Regions from separate parts of the Sus scrofa genome. Here region 2 is linked to region 1. Evidence: chromatin contacts called from public promoter capture Hi-C data. All regions are on one chromosome and are shown on one strand. The core of a region is the stretch at or near the end of the contact, and the rest is flanking DNA. Distances in the headings are between cores, read along the strand shown.

Region 1 (6,912 bases), core at 2,967-5,466:
GGAGGATGGCGCAGGAGCTCCCAGGAAAAGCCGCGGGGTCTCTGAGGTCCGTCCTCTGTTCGATGCTCCTCCGAAGTGGCTGCGTCTCCATCTGGGCTCAGGCAGGTGCTGCTCAGGGTTCTGTGTACGCCTCTGGCTCTGGCTCCAGCAGCTGCTAAGGGACCCACGTCCCCTCCACCTTGTCCCCAACCCCACCCGTAGGGGCCCTCCAACCTTCAGCCTGCCGGTCTCCTCCTTGCCCTCCAGTCTATGTCCGTGCATCGGTCCATCTGTCGCCCGTCGGTCGATCAGTCCCACTTACCTGTCGGCTGTGTTGCGCCCGCGCCCGCTCGCCTCCCGCAGCCAGGCTGGCGCGGCGGCTTTTATAGGCGCGCGTAGTACTCGTGCGGCGGCTCATTCATGCGGCCGCGGCTCCTACACACTGACGCGTTGCCGACGTCAGCAGGGAATTTAGGAAACGGGAAGAGGGGCTATTTATAGTGGCGAGGCGGGGGGGTGGGGGTGGGGACCGAGGCGACGGTGAGCTGGGAGGGAGAGGAGGGAGCGCGGAAGCAGGAACCGGGTGGGGGAGCCCGCGCCCCCCGTAGCGGTCTATAAGGGGTTAACTTTCCGGAACTGCGGGCTGGGGGCCGGCGGGGGAACTCTGCGGGGAGGGGGGATTGTTTATTCGCTCTGGGACACTTGAGGGCGCAACCCCACCCCCGCCTGGCCTTCCAAGGTCCTCATCCAGTAGCCCCTATTCCCACTCCTCAGTTCCTGGACTCGACGGCCCTGTGACGTCACAAGATAACCCTCAGCGGCCTTATACGCCGCAAGCCCACTGCGGAGTGGTCATCGGGGAGGGGGGAGCAAGAGAGGAAACTGGACCTTCAGAGGGGCCTAGGGCAGCATTTAGTTCCTCAAAGTCGGGGACATGAGGAAGAGGAGCCCATGGGTCTGGAAGACTGTAGAAGGAGGCTGAACCTGGAAGGAAAGGCCCAGTGTGGGTCCAGGTACCAGAAAGGATCTGGAGACCCAAGGGAAGGCAGAAAAGTTGAGAGGGTGGCTTGGACTCCCCAGAAAAGAGCAAGCGGGTCCTCTGTGGGGGATTTGGGGAAAAGGTGGCAGGAGAAAGGGGAGACTGGAAGAGGAAGCCTCAGCAGGTGGAGGAGAGGAAAGCTGGTCCACAGGGCCAGTCTCAGAGCCTGGCGTGCAGCAAACTGCGTTTAGGATCCATTTGTGGACTGATAGACAGTGGCAGAACTCATATGGGGGTGATAATGAGCAAGGAGACCAAGGGCTCAGCAGCTTAGCAGAGAAGAGTCTCCAGGGGGTACCAGGGCAGAGACCACTTGCCGGAGGAGTTCCTGAAGGTTAGAGTTCCCGTCGTGGCTCAGCAGTTAACGAACACGACTAGCATCCATGAGGACTCAGGTTCAATCCCTGGCCTTGCTCAGTGGGTTAAGGATCATGCGTTGCTGTGAGCTGTGGTGTAGGCTGCAAACACGGCTTGGGTACTGAGTTTCTGTGACTGTGGTGTAGGCCAGCAGTTACAGTTGTGATTTGACCCTTAGCTTGGGAACCTCCATATGCCACGGGTGAGACCCTAAAAAGACCAAAAAAAAAAAAAAAAAAGTTCCCAGAGGTCAGAATTGGCAGCAAGAGCCCATGCCGTGGGGGGGGCGGGCATCGTTCTGGACAAGAGCCAGGGAAAAGAATGATCCTGGCCCAGCCTAGCTCCATCAATTGAGCAATTGAAGAAAGTTTTAAACGGGGAAGGGGAGTGCGTTCAGAGAAAGGAGCTAGATCAGGGTGGGGGGTGGGTGGGAAGGGTCCAACACCAGGCCAGGGCAGTGGCAATAGGGAGGGAAGGAAAGGTCAAGAAGTGTGAAGTCCACAGGAGGGCAGCTAGGCTGGGGCAGTTCTGATGTAAAGACAGCTTGAGGGGAGGGGCTGGGGCAGTGAATTAACCCGGGGAATAGGAATCTGGGAACTGTTGAAGAAAATAGCTTTGGGCACAGGGGACCCTGGGGTGGGGCCTCAGTGGACAGACTCCACTAAACAAGAGAGGGGGTTGAGTGGACCCTCGCAGGGCTAGGATCTGGCCCCATCAGGGAGATAAAAGATTACAGCAGAAATGGGATCAAAGAGGTCCTGCATACCCTTTGGGGTCTAGCCTCCTAGAATTCCATTTTTCACTTCCATCCTTTGTCCAGCTGCTTCTCTTCTCCAGTAATGCCTTCCTGCTGGGGAGAGAACTTCTATTCATCCACAGAAGCCCAGATCTAAGAGCACTTCTCAGGCACCTTCCTGCCTCCCAGCAGTTCTCCATACACTTTCCACCTCAGTGCATAGCACATCCCTCCGGCAAAATGTCTAGGTCCGGAGTTCCCATTGTGGCTCATCCGAAACGAATTTGACTAGTATCCTTGAGGACGCAGGTTCCATCCCTGGCCTCACTCAGTGGGTTAAGGATCTGGTGTTGCTGTGAGCTGTGGTGTAGGCTGGCAGCTACCGCTCCAGTTGGAACCCTAGCCTGGGAAGCTCCGTATGCCGCGGGTGGGGCCCTAAAAAGACAAAAAAAAAAAAGAGAGAGATGTCGAGGTCCATCTCCCGTAGAAGCTGACAGCTCCGGAGCCCATTTTCATTCCTGGAAACTCATACTTCCTTAGGACCCCGGAGCAGGGTTGTGGGGGAGTCGGAGCAGAGGACTGGGATAAGATAGACCCAGAACAAGGAGTGGAAACAGGGTGAGGGCAGACTCAGGAAGCAGTGGGGGTCAAAATAACCTTTGGGGACCAGGAGCCGCCGCCTGGTCCCAAGGCCATGTAGTTGCCTGTATAGGAAAGGGAGCCTCTGGGGGGCGCCCGAGACCTTGGTGTCTGTCTGGGACTGCGAGCGACCGCGCGGGCGGCTCTTCAATGAATGACTCAGCCACTACCTCTGGCGGGGGCGTGGGGGCGGAGGGCAGCGCGGGGGTGCGGCGAGCGCCGTCCCCACCGCCCAGCGGTCCTGCACGGTTGCTAAGCTCTCCAAGGCCTCGGAGAGACGCGATCTGGGCGAACCTCATCGGTTACTATGGTAACTCTGCGCCCCATCTTCTCGTGCGCCGCGGCTGAGGGAGGCACAGCCAATCAAAAGCTGCAGGCTTTCTCGGAACCCACTCCCACCCTCCACGTGTGGGCGGGGGTCAGGAGGTGCGGGGAGGAGGCGGAGCGTGGGTTGAGGAGATCCACTCAGCCACGCAGGCGTTGGCTTCAGGCCTGGCGTGATGGCGGGGCGGCGCGGTACACTTCCGGAGTAGCTGTGCCACTGCCCGCTCACCAGTGCAGGGGTCCCCTCCCTCCTAGAAGGGGCGTCACCTGCAGGAAATGGGCCTTCACTTGGGGGTGCAGGACCCTGCGGGGGATCCTGGGCTCCAGGCCCTGCTGTAAGACCGTTGCGCGTACCTCAAAAATGGCTCGCACAGGGTATCTGGGAGCTTAGGTCTCTTCTGCGGGACCACCCAAGAGGCTCTGTCCAGCCGTTCCCCTGTCACACATCCTGGGGTCCCTCCAGAGATATGCAAGTTCAGCGTGCACTGTTTGGGTACCACTTCTGCCCAGGTCACAGAGGGCTCTACATGGCAGCCCCCTGAGTATGCCAGAAAGCCGGGACTTCGTAAGGGGGCAGGTGTGTATGCAAACATGAGCGCCTTCGAGTGTCAATGCCTAGAGAGGATCTGGGTGCAGATGGGTTTATTCTGTGCATACCATACCCACAGGGTTGAGTGAGGGAGGGTGTGTTGAGGGGGTGGGTGGGTACAAACGGACAGTCCCACCCAGGAATATCTAGGGGGTACCCTACTATCTTGTCTATCTTTTTCTTCCTTAGGATTTTCGGAACCTCTCTTACACCATCTACTTTCACCAGAGTCTCCTCCTTGTGGGCAAGACTTCTCTGAATTGGGGCAATTTGAGAATTTAGAAATATGTACATGGGATCATTCAGCTCAAAATCCCGAGGCTTGTGGGGCTCGCAGGTCCGAGGCTTGGGTCTCCAGATGGGCACATCTGGGAGGCTGAACCTGCGAACAGCCCCCCCCGCCCCCGCCTCCGCCAGCCCTGCATCTGCGATCCTCCAGCCCAGGTGCGCAGGAGGGAGGTCGCGGCTGTGCCGCGCCAAGTCTCGCCGCGAGGTGGCGCCATAGCTGCAGCGGCGCCTGCCGGCCCGGGCCGCTCCAGATAAGAGTGTGCGGAAAGAGCAGCGGGGCTGAGACGCGACCAGGACGCGGGGAGGACGGACCAGCAGGACAGACCGACCGGGGGCCCGGAGGGCGGAGGGCAGCGCAGCGCAGCCACGTCCCCCCTGGATCCGCCGGCAGCCGGGCCCGGGGCTTCCGACATGCCCCCCAGGTGGGTCCTCGGGCTGGGGACCGGGAGGGACAGGGGACCCGGACACGCCCGGTCCTCGCGCGCTGGCCGCCTCGGGCGCATCCTCCGGCGCGGGCGCCCCAACGCGGCTGGCGTTCAGGGCTCCGGGTGTCGCTCCTAGAGAACTCAGGACCGCCGGGACGCTACTCTGCGCCGGGTTCATGGCGGGGTCAGCGGCCCGGGCCCGGCTCTGCCCGCACATGGGTTGCAGAGGCGAGGGGAAGGGAAGGGGAGCTGGCGGGCGGGGCTGGCAGGGGCGCTGCCCTGGCACAGCGCGGCGCCTGGCAGCGGGGCGGGTGGGGCGCCGGCAAGGAGCTGCCACCGCCGCCGGGAGGGAAGCCCGGCTGGGCTGCGGCCTCAGGTAACGGGCCGCGAGGCCCTGCGGGCCAGGCGGGGAGAAGGGTCGGGCGGGCAGCGGACGGCCGGGGAGTTCTGGGCTCGGTTCAGGCCCGGCAGCGCCTGGCTCTGCCGAAATTGGGGGCCGAGAGGAAAAGCTGCGACCGAGGCACGGGGCCTGGCGCGCTCCTCCCGGCCAGCCCGAAGTTGGGAAACTTTTCCCCAAGTTTGGGGCGGCGGAGTTCCCGTGGAGAAGGGGCCGAGGGGAGCTGCGGAGGGAGGCGCCGGGCCGGCGAATGCAGAGAGGAGGCCGAGGCCAGGGCCGGGACGCGGGTGGGGCGCAGCCAGGGTCAGGGCCGCAGCCGGCTGTGCGCCGTGCCCGCCCGGGGCGCTGCCCCCTCCCTCCCCTGGGAGCTGCGTGGCTCCCCCCTCCCCCCACCTGCTTCCTGCCTCAGCCTCCTGCCCCGATATAACGCCCTCCCCGCGCCGGGCCGGCCTTCGTGCTCTGCCCGCCACGGCAGCCGCTGCCTCCGCTCCCCGCGCGCCGGCCGCCGCCCGGGGCCCAACGGAGAGGGCCTGACAGCCCCCGGCCAGGGCGGCGCCACGACGGGCACCGCGCTCCCCTCCTACGGACCACTTCCCCAACTGGGGCAACTTCTCCCGAGGCGGGAGGCGCTTTTTTACGCGGCTCCCTTATATCCCACTTGGGCAAACTTCTCGGCCTTGAATGACTTTTCCTGAAGCGGACATTTTCCTCAAATCGGGTAACTGTTTCCCAAAGGGTGACTTCGCACCAACAGCTTTCTCCTCAGAAGCCCCCAGAACCCAGGCCGTGCGCCTGGCGGCATCCGGGCCCGGGGGCGCAGGCCAGCCTGGCCTCTTCTCCACCAGCCAGTCTCGACTCCTTCTCCTGGTCCGGGCCGGCCGGCCCAGGCTCCCACTCCCAGAGGCCGCGGATCCTCCGCCAGCGCCCAGGCCGCGGTGCTCGATGCCCCTGCCCAGCTGAGGGGAAGGGGAAGTGGAGGGGAGAAGCGCCGGGCTGGGTGCAGGCGGCGAGGGCTGGCTGCGGCTCTGACCCGGCCGGTGTGTGTCCCTGCAGGAGATTGTGCTGGGCAGACGATGCTGGACACGATGGAGGCTCCCGGCCACTCGAGGCAGCTGCTGCTGCAGCTCAACAACCAGCGCACCAAGGGCTTCTTGTGCGACGTGATCATCGTGGTGCAGAACGCCCTCTTCCGCGCGCACAAGAATGTGCTGGCGGCCAGCAGCGCCTACCTCAAGTCCCTGGTGGTGCATGACAACCTGCTCAACCTGGATCATGACATGGTGAGCCCGGCCGTGTTCCGCCTGGTGCTGGACTTCATCTACACCGGCCGTCTGGCTGACGGCGCAGAGGCCGCGGCGGCGGCGGCGGTGGCTCCGGGGGCCGAGCCGAGCCTGGGCGCCGTGCTGGCCGCCGCCAGCTACCTGCAAATCCCCGACCTCGTGGCGCTGTGCAAGAAGCGCCTCAAGCGCCACGGCAAGTACTGCCACCTGCGGGGCGGCGGCGGCGGCGGCGGCGGCTACGCGCCCTACGGGAGGCCGGGCCGGGGCCTGCGGGCCGCCACGCCCGTCATCCAGACCTGCTACTCGTCCCCGGCCGGGCCTCCGCCGCCGCCCACCGCCGAGCCGCCGTCGGGCCCCGAGGCCGCGGTGAACACGCACTGCGCCGAGCTGTACGCCTCGGGCCCCGGCCCGGCCGCCGCGCTGTGCGCCCCCGAGCGCCGCTGCTCCCCGCTCTGTGGCCTGGACCTGTCCAAGAAAAGCCCGCCGGGCTCCGCGCCCCCCGAGCGGCCGCCGGGCGAGCGCGAACTGCCCCCGCGCCCAGACAGCCCTCCCAGCGCCGGCCCCGCAGCCTACAAGGAGCCGCCGCTCGCCCTTCCACCGCTGCCGCCGCTGCCCTTCCAGAAGCTGGAGGAGGCCGGACCGCCTCCGGACCCGTTCCGCGGCAGTGGCAGCCCGGGACCCGAGCCCCCCGGCCGCCCCGACGGGCCCAGCCTCCTCTATCGCTGGATGAAGCACGAGCCAGGCCTGGGCAGCTACGGCGACGACCTGGGCCGCGAGCGCGGCTCCCCCAGCGAGCGTTGCGAGGAGCGCGGCGGGGACCCGGCCGCCTCGCCCGGGGGGCCCCCGCTCGGCCTGGCGC
Region 2 (6,900 bases), core at 39-2,538, 250 kb after region 1:
GTGCACAATAAGTGTTAATTAACTTCCTTCTTTGCCCTCCAATATTTTCAACTCACTTACTATAAGTTGGAAGGCCCTGAGCAAAGAGGCAGGAAAGGCAGTAATCCCCGGTGCTATCCCAGCCTTCCAGTGGATCAAGGAGGAACAGGATGGTATCAGCCACTTTAGCCATGTCTAACACAGTATGCAGGTCCCCTATAAAAAGAAGACAAAAATCGGTAAGAAATAGAAATTGACAACAGTACATTATACAAAAAAAATAGTACCAATGATACTCATAACAATACAAAATATTGTTGTATACTCTAACCTGGCCTTGCAGATGTGAAAAACCACCGATGTTTCAAGCGGGGACATAACAGCATAAAACTATGAGTGCTTCCCCATTCTTTCAAGTGTACTGTTCCAGTGTCCCTATCCTGAAGCAGGCGAAAGGCCTCTGGCAGGGAAACCCTGCTGTGCAGGGGCACCACCAGTACCTGATGAGGAGGGCCATCCTTGCTGCCAAGCTGTCTCTTTTCTGCCAAAACCTGAGGACAGAAAGGATCAAGAGAACATCTCTATGTTCCAGTATTGCATTTCCAACAATGGATGTCCACCCCTACCCTCCAACCAGTATCTCTTGTAAAACGTATCATGTATGCCAAGGGGGTGGGCAGGAACTAAAAACAAAGCAAAGAAAGCTCTAGCATGAGTCTGGGCCTGCATGCCTGACATGTGCTGTAGGGTTACTCTCCATCCCCCGCCCATTCCCAGGGTCACATTTTCTAGTTTTTTAGACATTATCCGCTCAGAAAGGTTGTGAAGCCACACTACTCCCCAATCCCCACTCCTCTCACCGCCTCCTTTTTCTGCTTTCGGAGCTGGCTGGCGCGATGCCTCTGGTCTACTCTGCTAAGATCTTTTCTCACCTTCTTGCTTAGAGTTTTCAGAGCTAGACGACCTAGAAGGATATTAGAAAGGACTCTTGGGCAAAGGTACTAGCAGAAGACCGGCTTCAGGCCGGAGATAGGAGGTAAATTCTGGGCATGGAGAGAAGTAGTTAATGTCGACCAAACAGCCCTTCTTCCTTCAACCCTATCTTCTCACCCTTGCCGTCCCGCTGCGCGGATCCACGACCACGATGCCGCCCGCCTTTGTGAGCTTTATTCTGCTGCTTGAGCGGGCCGGAGCGATGGGCCGCCATGCTGCCGCTCACATGTACCAAGTCAGCACTACTTCCGGAACAGGCCGAACGCTTCCGGCCCCCTCAGTGGGGGCGTGTCCTCCCCTGGCGGGGTGGGGCGCCACGCGTACTCTCGCGAGGATCTCTGCTACCCGGTAGTGAGAGCTTTGAGCTAGCGTCTCCGCAAAACCTGCACGTAAAGTTTCCCCTGTGGTAGTTTGCTGTTGGGTGCTTCAAAACGGCGGGTGTAGAGTCAAGGTTTGGGCTCTCGGTCTCCCTTGTATTTTCATTTTTTGCGCTGTTCTCTTAGGAAGATTCTCCATTCGTGCGTTAGAAGGCAAAGCCCCTCCTCTCAGCTTCGTTTAAGCCGCTCCTCAGTTTGCTGCAGCAGGTGTCCTTTATTACTTTAAGCAACGTTGCCTCGCCCTCCATTCCCAGGTGGGGCTGTTTAAATCTACAAGGCAAATGGTGTGGACGGCGCAGGTCTCACCTCCACAGGCTCCGTAAAAGCTCCTGTTCGTCTCGGTTACCCCAACCCGCACCCCCGCCTCCAACGTAGCTGCAAGAAGGGACAGGTGGGACGTGGCGACCCCTCGGGGGTAGGACGGCTGATTTTGATTCTCGTGCCCTCAGGGCTGACGAGCCTCTACAGGTTGGGGCGGCCGCGCTCCCGCTCATCTCCCCACAGGCTTTGCAGCTGAGGGCGCCCGGCTGGCAGGAGGGTTTGAAGAAACGCTAGCATTCCGCGGACTTTCTCCCAGCCATGGGACTAATGTCTTCCCCGTGGCCAGACTCGAGGCGCTGGGGGCCCCAGCCCTTCCCGTCGGGAAAACGAGCGGGTAGGAATCAGGGACATCTAGCTGGATGGGGGCTAGCTTCGGAGCGAAGGACTCTGCCCTCAGTCGCGGGGTCCCGGGCGCGCCCCGCCTCCTCGCCCCGCGCTGTGCTAGGCCAGCTGCTGGCCCTCACAATGCGGGTTCGCGCCCTCGGGGCTGGAGCAGCGCGCGTTGCCATGACAGCGGCTGGCGTGGCGCGCGCCCCGGCCTGCCGCCCGCAGGCGCGCACAGCCTCCCCCCGCCCGACCCCTCCCCCCCGCGTGGCTGAGCGCACCCCCCCACCCCGCCCCCGGCTGTGGGAAGGGGCCGGGCCAGCCTCCTGACGTCTGTGTGGGGCTCGGAAGATGGCTGCGGAGCCCAGCACCGGGCAGTGGCTGCGGCTGCAGCAGCGGGCGGGGAGCGCGGCGGGCGGGGGCTCCTCCTGGTGCGTGGGGCGCTGAGCTGAGAGGCGCGGAGGCGGCGAGGGCGCGTGAGGGGCTTCGGGGGCCGCCGGGCACCTCCTCCCAGTCAGCCGCCGCACGATGGGCAGCGCGGAGGACGCAGTCAAAGAGAAACTGCTGTGGAACGTGAAAAAGGAGGTAAAGTCAGGGCACCGACCCCCGGGTGCTCGCGTCCTTGCCCCCGCGGCCCGGGGGACTGACAGATCGGCGCCCATCTCCGGACGCTGGCCTCGGGCGGGGGCGGGGTCCTGGACTGGGGTCTCACGCACCACTCCGGGTCAGCGGGCAGCTCCCCTCGGTCCCCGGAGCTAGGCAGGCGCTCCTAGGCTTGTTTGCTCTGAGATCCCGCAGCTCCCCGCCCTGTGGCAACCGGCAGTGCTGGGAGAGCGAGACCGAGGTCGGGGGAGGGGTGCCGGCGATTTCTGGAGAACCTGAGGTGCCCATTCATTATCCGCGCCGAGTGGGGAGGGGGCGGGGCCCCGCGCGGGCCTCCACGGCGCTAAACTGGTGACTTGGGGGCTTAGCTCGGGTTTACCCTACACCCCATCTGGTTATTTTTCTGAGTCGCGACTGCAGGAAGGTTCGCCCGCACACCTTCACTGCTTCTCACTCCACGCCCACCTCCATACCCAGAGGCTAGGGGGTTTATTGAGTATGGTTAAAACTCAGGATTTTTTCCTCTTTTGAGGAGCCCCCTCGCCCTGTCAGAAAGAGAAAAAGCCTCTCTCTGTACTGTACTAATGTCCTTTACTTTGACCCTGCCCTAAAGCCCATTTCAATTTCATGGGGGAGGGGGAGATGTGCCCATGTGAATGACTCACCCACATCTGAGAGCTAGAGAGCTCAAACCTACAGAGTGGATTAGGAATGGATTAGGCCTCTGGATGGAGCCTTACACTCCTCCCACCTACCTCTCTGCCAGATGTGTAAACTCCACGAAAGCAGGAAACCCATCTTTTTTTGTCCAGAATTGTATCTATGCCCGGCATATTTTCTTTTTGGTAAATAAGTCTATTGATACTGGAGACTGCAAAGTCTGATAGGAATGCATAAACTTTGGAATAGCCTAGACCTACCTCTTTGTTACCTTAAATAAGTTACTTAACCTTTGAGTCTCATTTTCTTCATCTAAAATAGGAATGGTGGAGTTCCTGCTGCGGCACAGTGTGTTAAGAACCTGACTAATATCCATGAGGATGTGGGTTCAATCTCTGGCATTGATCAGTGTATTAAGGATCCAGGGCTGCCGCAAACTAGCACAAATCGAAGATGCAACTCAAATCCCACCTTGCTGTGGTGTAGGCCAGCAGCTGAAGCTCTGATTTGACCCCTAGCCCAGGAACTTCCATATGCTACAGGTGTGGCTGTAAAAAGACCAAAAAAAAAAAAAAAAAGGAATAGTGATATTTACTTCATACATCTTGGTTCCTTTACCTTTTCTTAGAGTTTCAGGACGGGAAAAGACTCTAGTTTATTATAAAATCCTAAAAAGCTCTAGATGGTTCTGCATTAGGGCTACTGTGCCTAACATTTGTTTCCTTTTGGCAAAGAGGTAGTTGAAACCATCACCTTTCCAACTTATTGTGGGAAACTTCATTGTGCTTTTGCTGCAGAGTGGCCATAAAGGGGGGGGGGGTTAAGGCCAGGAGTACATCAGCTAGCATTTAAGCCCCAAATTTGGTCTCCCCGAGGAAAAGAGAAATCTCAAGTCTCAGTGATTATCCTCAGGAAACTAGTGAGTGACAGAGACTTATATGAACAGTATAAAAAGAACAAAAAATGAAGCCATACCCAATCTATGGGCAGATGGGCTAGGATTGTTAGTGTGTTTTGAATTTGAGGAGGTTAGTCAGGAATGATGGGAAAGATTTTGGGGGAGATGGTATTTAGAAAGCTATCTGTACTACTTCAGGAATTTTTTTTTTTTTTTTCTTTTTAGGGCCACATCTGTGGTATATGGAAGTTCCCAGGCTAGGAGCCAAATTGGAGCTGTAGTTGCTGGCCTATACCACAGCCACAGCAACGAAGAATCTCAGATGTGTCTCTGACTTATATCACAGCTCACAGCAATGCCAGATCCTTAACTCACTGTGAGGCCAGGGATCGAATCCGTATCCTCATGGCTCCTAGTTGGGTTGTTACCACTGAGCCATGATGGGAACTCCTCAAGAATGATTCTTAAGCAAATGTGAGAAATGTCCAGAATATGCCACAGCCATGTATATTACCTGACAAATGTTGACCACTCTGAACTGTTAGTTCCCTTCCCTTTTCAGCACTTGATTTTGAGAGAAACATATTCTCTTCTTCCACAAGTAGAGACAGTGGGGGTAATTGTAGGCAAGGCTGGCTTTTCACAAAGGATTGGTAGTATAATTTTAGGGGCATCTGTTAGGTCCTCCTAATCCAAAAATCTGCCCCAACAGCCTGCTTCAGATGCCTATGGGTCTTTGAGCTGTGTCATTGTGCTCTGTTTAATGCAAACACCTCTTGGGAAGTAATCTAGGAAGCTTTTAACAATTTAGAGTTGCAGGATCGATCTGATCCCGCTTTACCTAACTGCTAACCATGAGTGCTTTCCAGCAGGGAGGAGATTCCAGATCCATTCTTCCTCCTCCTCAGGTTTTAGACGCTCTACCACCCTCCAAACTGCACAGTCCACAGTGAGGGCCTTGGGAGAAAGGGTGCATCAGGACACAGGACACTGTCCAAAGAGTGGCAAAAAGACTAGCTCTGCCCAGAGCTTAATTGATCTGTAAGATTTTATACTGGGATTAAATTAAGCCATCCCTCTGATCATCAGTATTAGTATTTGTCTCCTGGCAGGATCCCCCAGGGCATCAAAAACTGCTAAGTACAGATGAGCCTCTGATCCCTATTCTCCACAGCAGGGCACTTCCCCTGGGTTGGAATATCTGCGCTGATTGGCTGGTGGGTTTGTGGCATCTTTTTTCCTGGCTGCCTTTCCAGTATGCATAGAACTATTTGTACTGAAGAAACAGCTCAGAGGAGATTCAGGTCCCTCCCATTGCTATCATCTACTCTACAAGTGTCTGAACCCAGATCAGGAATGCAGAATCAAGCTATTTACTTGCTCACAGGCCTCCAATCGATCAATCAGTCAATAACAATGCTGCCCATTTATCCACAGGTGAAGCAAATCATGGAAGAAGCTGTCACCAGGAAGTTTGTGCATGAAGATAGCAGCCACATCCTTGCTCTGTGTGGTGAGTGAGTGACTGGGGGATGATAGGACAGGGGTTTAAAAACTGAGGACACTGTCCTGGGGCCAGGGAAGGATGAGTCCTCAAGGTTTAGTAGATCGCAAGTCACTATCACCTCAGAAGCTTATGGACTCACCTTGGGTCCCATCCCAACCTACTGAATCAGGATCTCCAGGGCTAAAGAATCTATATATGTCCAGTTCTCAGAGACAGTAGTGCTTACATTTTAGCATGCATTGGAATCACCTGTCAGCCTCGTTTAAACGGATTCCTGGGTCCTAACCCTGGAGTTTCTGATTCTAGTGTGTCTGGGGTGAGCCTACGAATTTGCATTTCTAACAAGTTCACAGATGATCCTGATGCTGCTGCTGGTACAGAGCCACACTTTGAGGGCCATTGTCCTAGGTAGTTGGGTTTGGGAACTACTCCTCTGGTTTATTCTTACGTTAACTTTGGGGAAGGGTCTGTATGCTTTCTATGCCACATCTATTTTCTGATTAATCCCACGTGTGTTTCCCCAGCCTCCCAACCCTCCAAGCACTTGATTGGATGCAAAACAACATGAGTGTAGAGTAGGAAGGATAGCAAAAGCCTTCCCTTCTTAGAAGGAAGAAAGTCGGTAATAAACCAACACTTCCTCCTCAGTGTGAATACTTTTGCCTTTGTAGGAGCAAGCCTGTGCCGACACACAACTGAGTTTTCTTGGACTTCTAGGAATTTGGCCTTCCATTTGCCATCTTTATGTTGTTTTCCTCAGCCTCTGAGATTGGTGTTTGTGGAAGGGAGGTTGTCCATCTCTGAGGGGAAGGAATGAAAAGAGCAGATAAGGAAAAGAACCCTTTTGACAGTAGTGTGGTGAGGCCGATAGAGCTGCCCTTCCCATCAGTCCAGCAGCAAACTCTGTAGGGGAAGGTCCCCCAGGTGTCTCCAGGTTAGGGGAACAGCAGTGACCGAGTCTCTGTTTACATTCTGTGGGCAGGCAGACAGAAAACGAATGCACTCATAAGTATATCTTGCAATAACAGGTATGGTAACACCTATGAAGAAAAGCAGAGAAAGGTGGGAAGAGGTGGCCTGTGAACAGAGCCTAAGTGACAGGATTCAGACAAATCCTGGTGTTCTGCTTACTTCGCAAGTTGCCTTGGACAAGTTTTTTAATTTTTGTCTGTTAGTTTCTGCCTTAGTTTTGCTTAGTTTGCTCCTGTAAAAATGGGGTGGGAGCCCCACCTCAAGGA

Evidence for each region. Promoter capture Hi-C pulls out the DNA fragments that hold promoters and counts their contacts.
Region 2: a promoter capture Hi-C map of liver shows a contact between it and region 1, with 4 times the contacts expected there. The contact joins the promoter of SGSM2 here to the promoter of HIC1 in region 1. A contact is called at or near these places in 4 of 5 promoter capture datasets (fetal liver, fetal skeletal muscle and liver) and 3 of 47 Hi-C or Micro-C datasets (embryonic fibroblasts, heart right ventricle and liver).

Annotation. Positions count from the first base shown.
Region 1 is chr12:48,163,645-48,170,556 of Sscrofa11.1, forward strand. It overlaps HIC1 (hypermethylated in cancer 1 protein), which reads left to right and starts at 4,217. Exons shown (of 2, transcript XM_005669112.3): 1 at 4,217-4,373; 2 at 5,827-6,912. The coding sequence starts at 5,847.
Region 2 is chr12:48,415,486-48,422,385 of Sscrofa11.1, forward strand. It overlaps SGSM2 (small G protein signaling modulator 2), which reads left to right and starts at 1,289. Exons shown (of 24, transcript XM_021067596.1): 1 at 1,289-1,423; 2 at 5,593-5,668. The coding sequence starts at 5,605. TSR1 (pre-rRNA-processing protein TSR1 homolog) reads right to left here and starts at 2,137. Exons shown (of 15, transcript XM_021067603.1): 1 at 1,090-2,137; 2 at 840-943; 3 at 311-530; 4 at 61-195. The coding sequence starts at 1,186.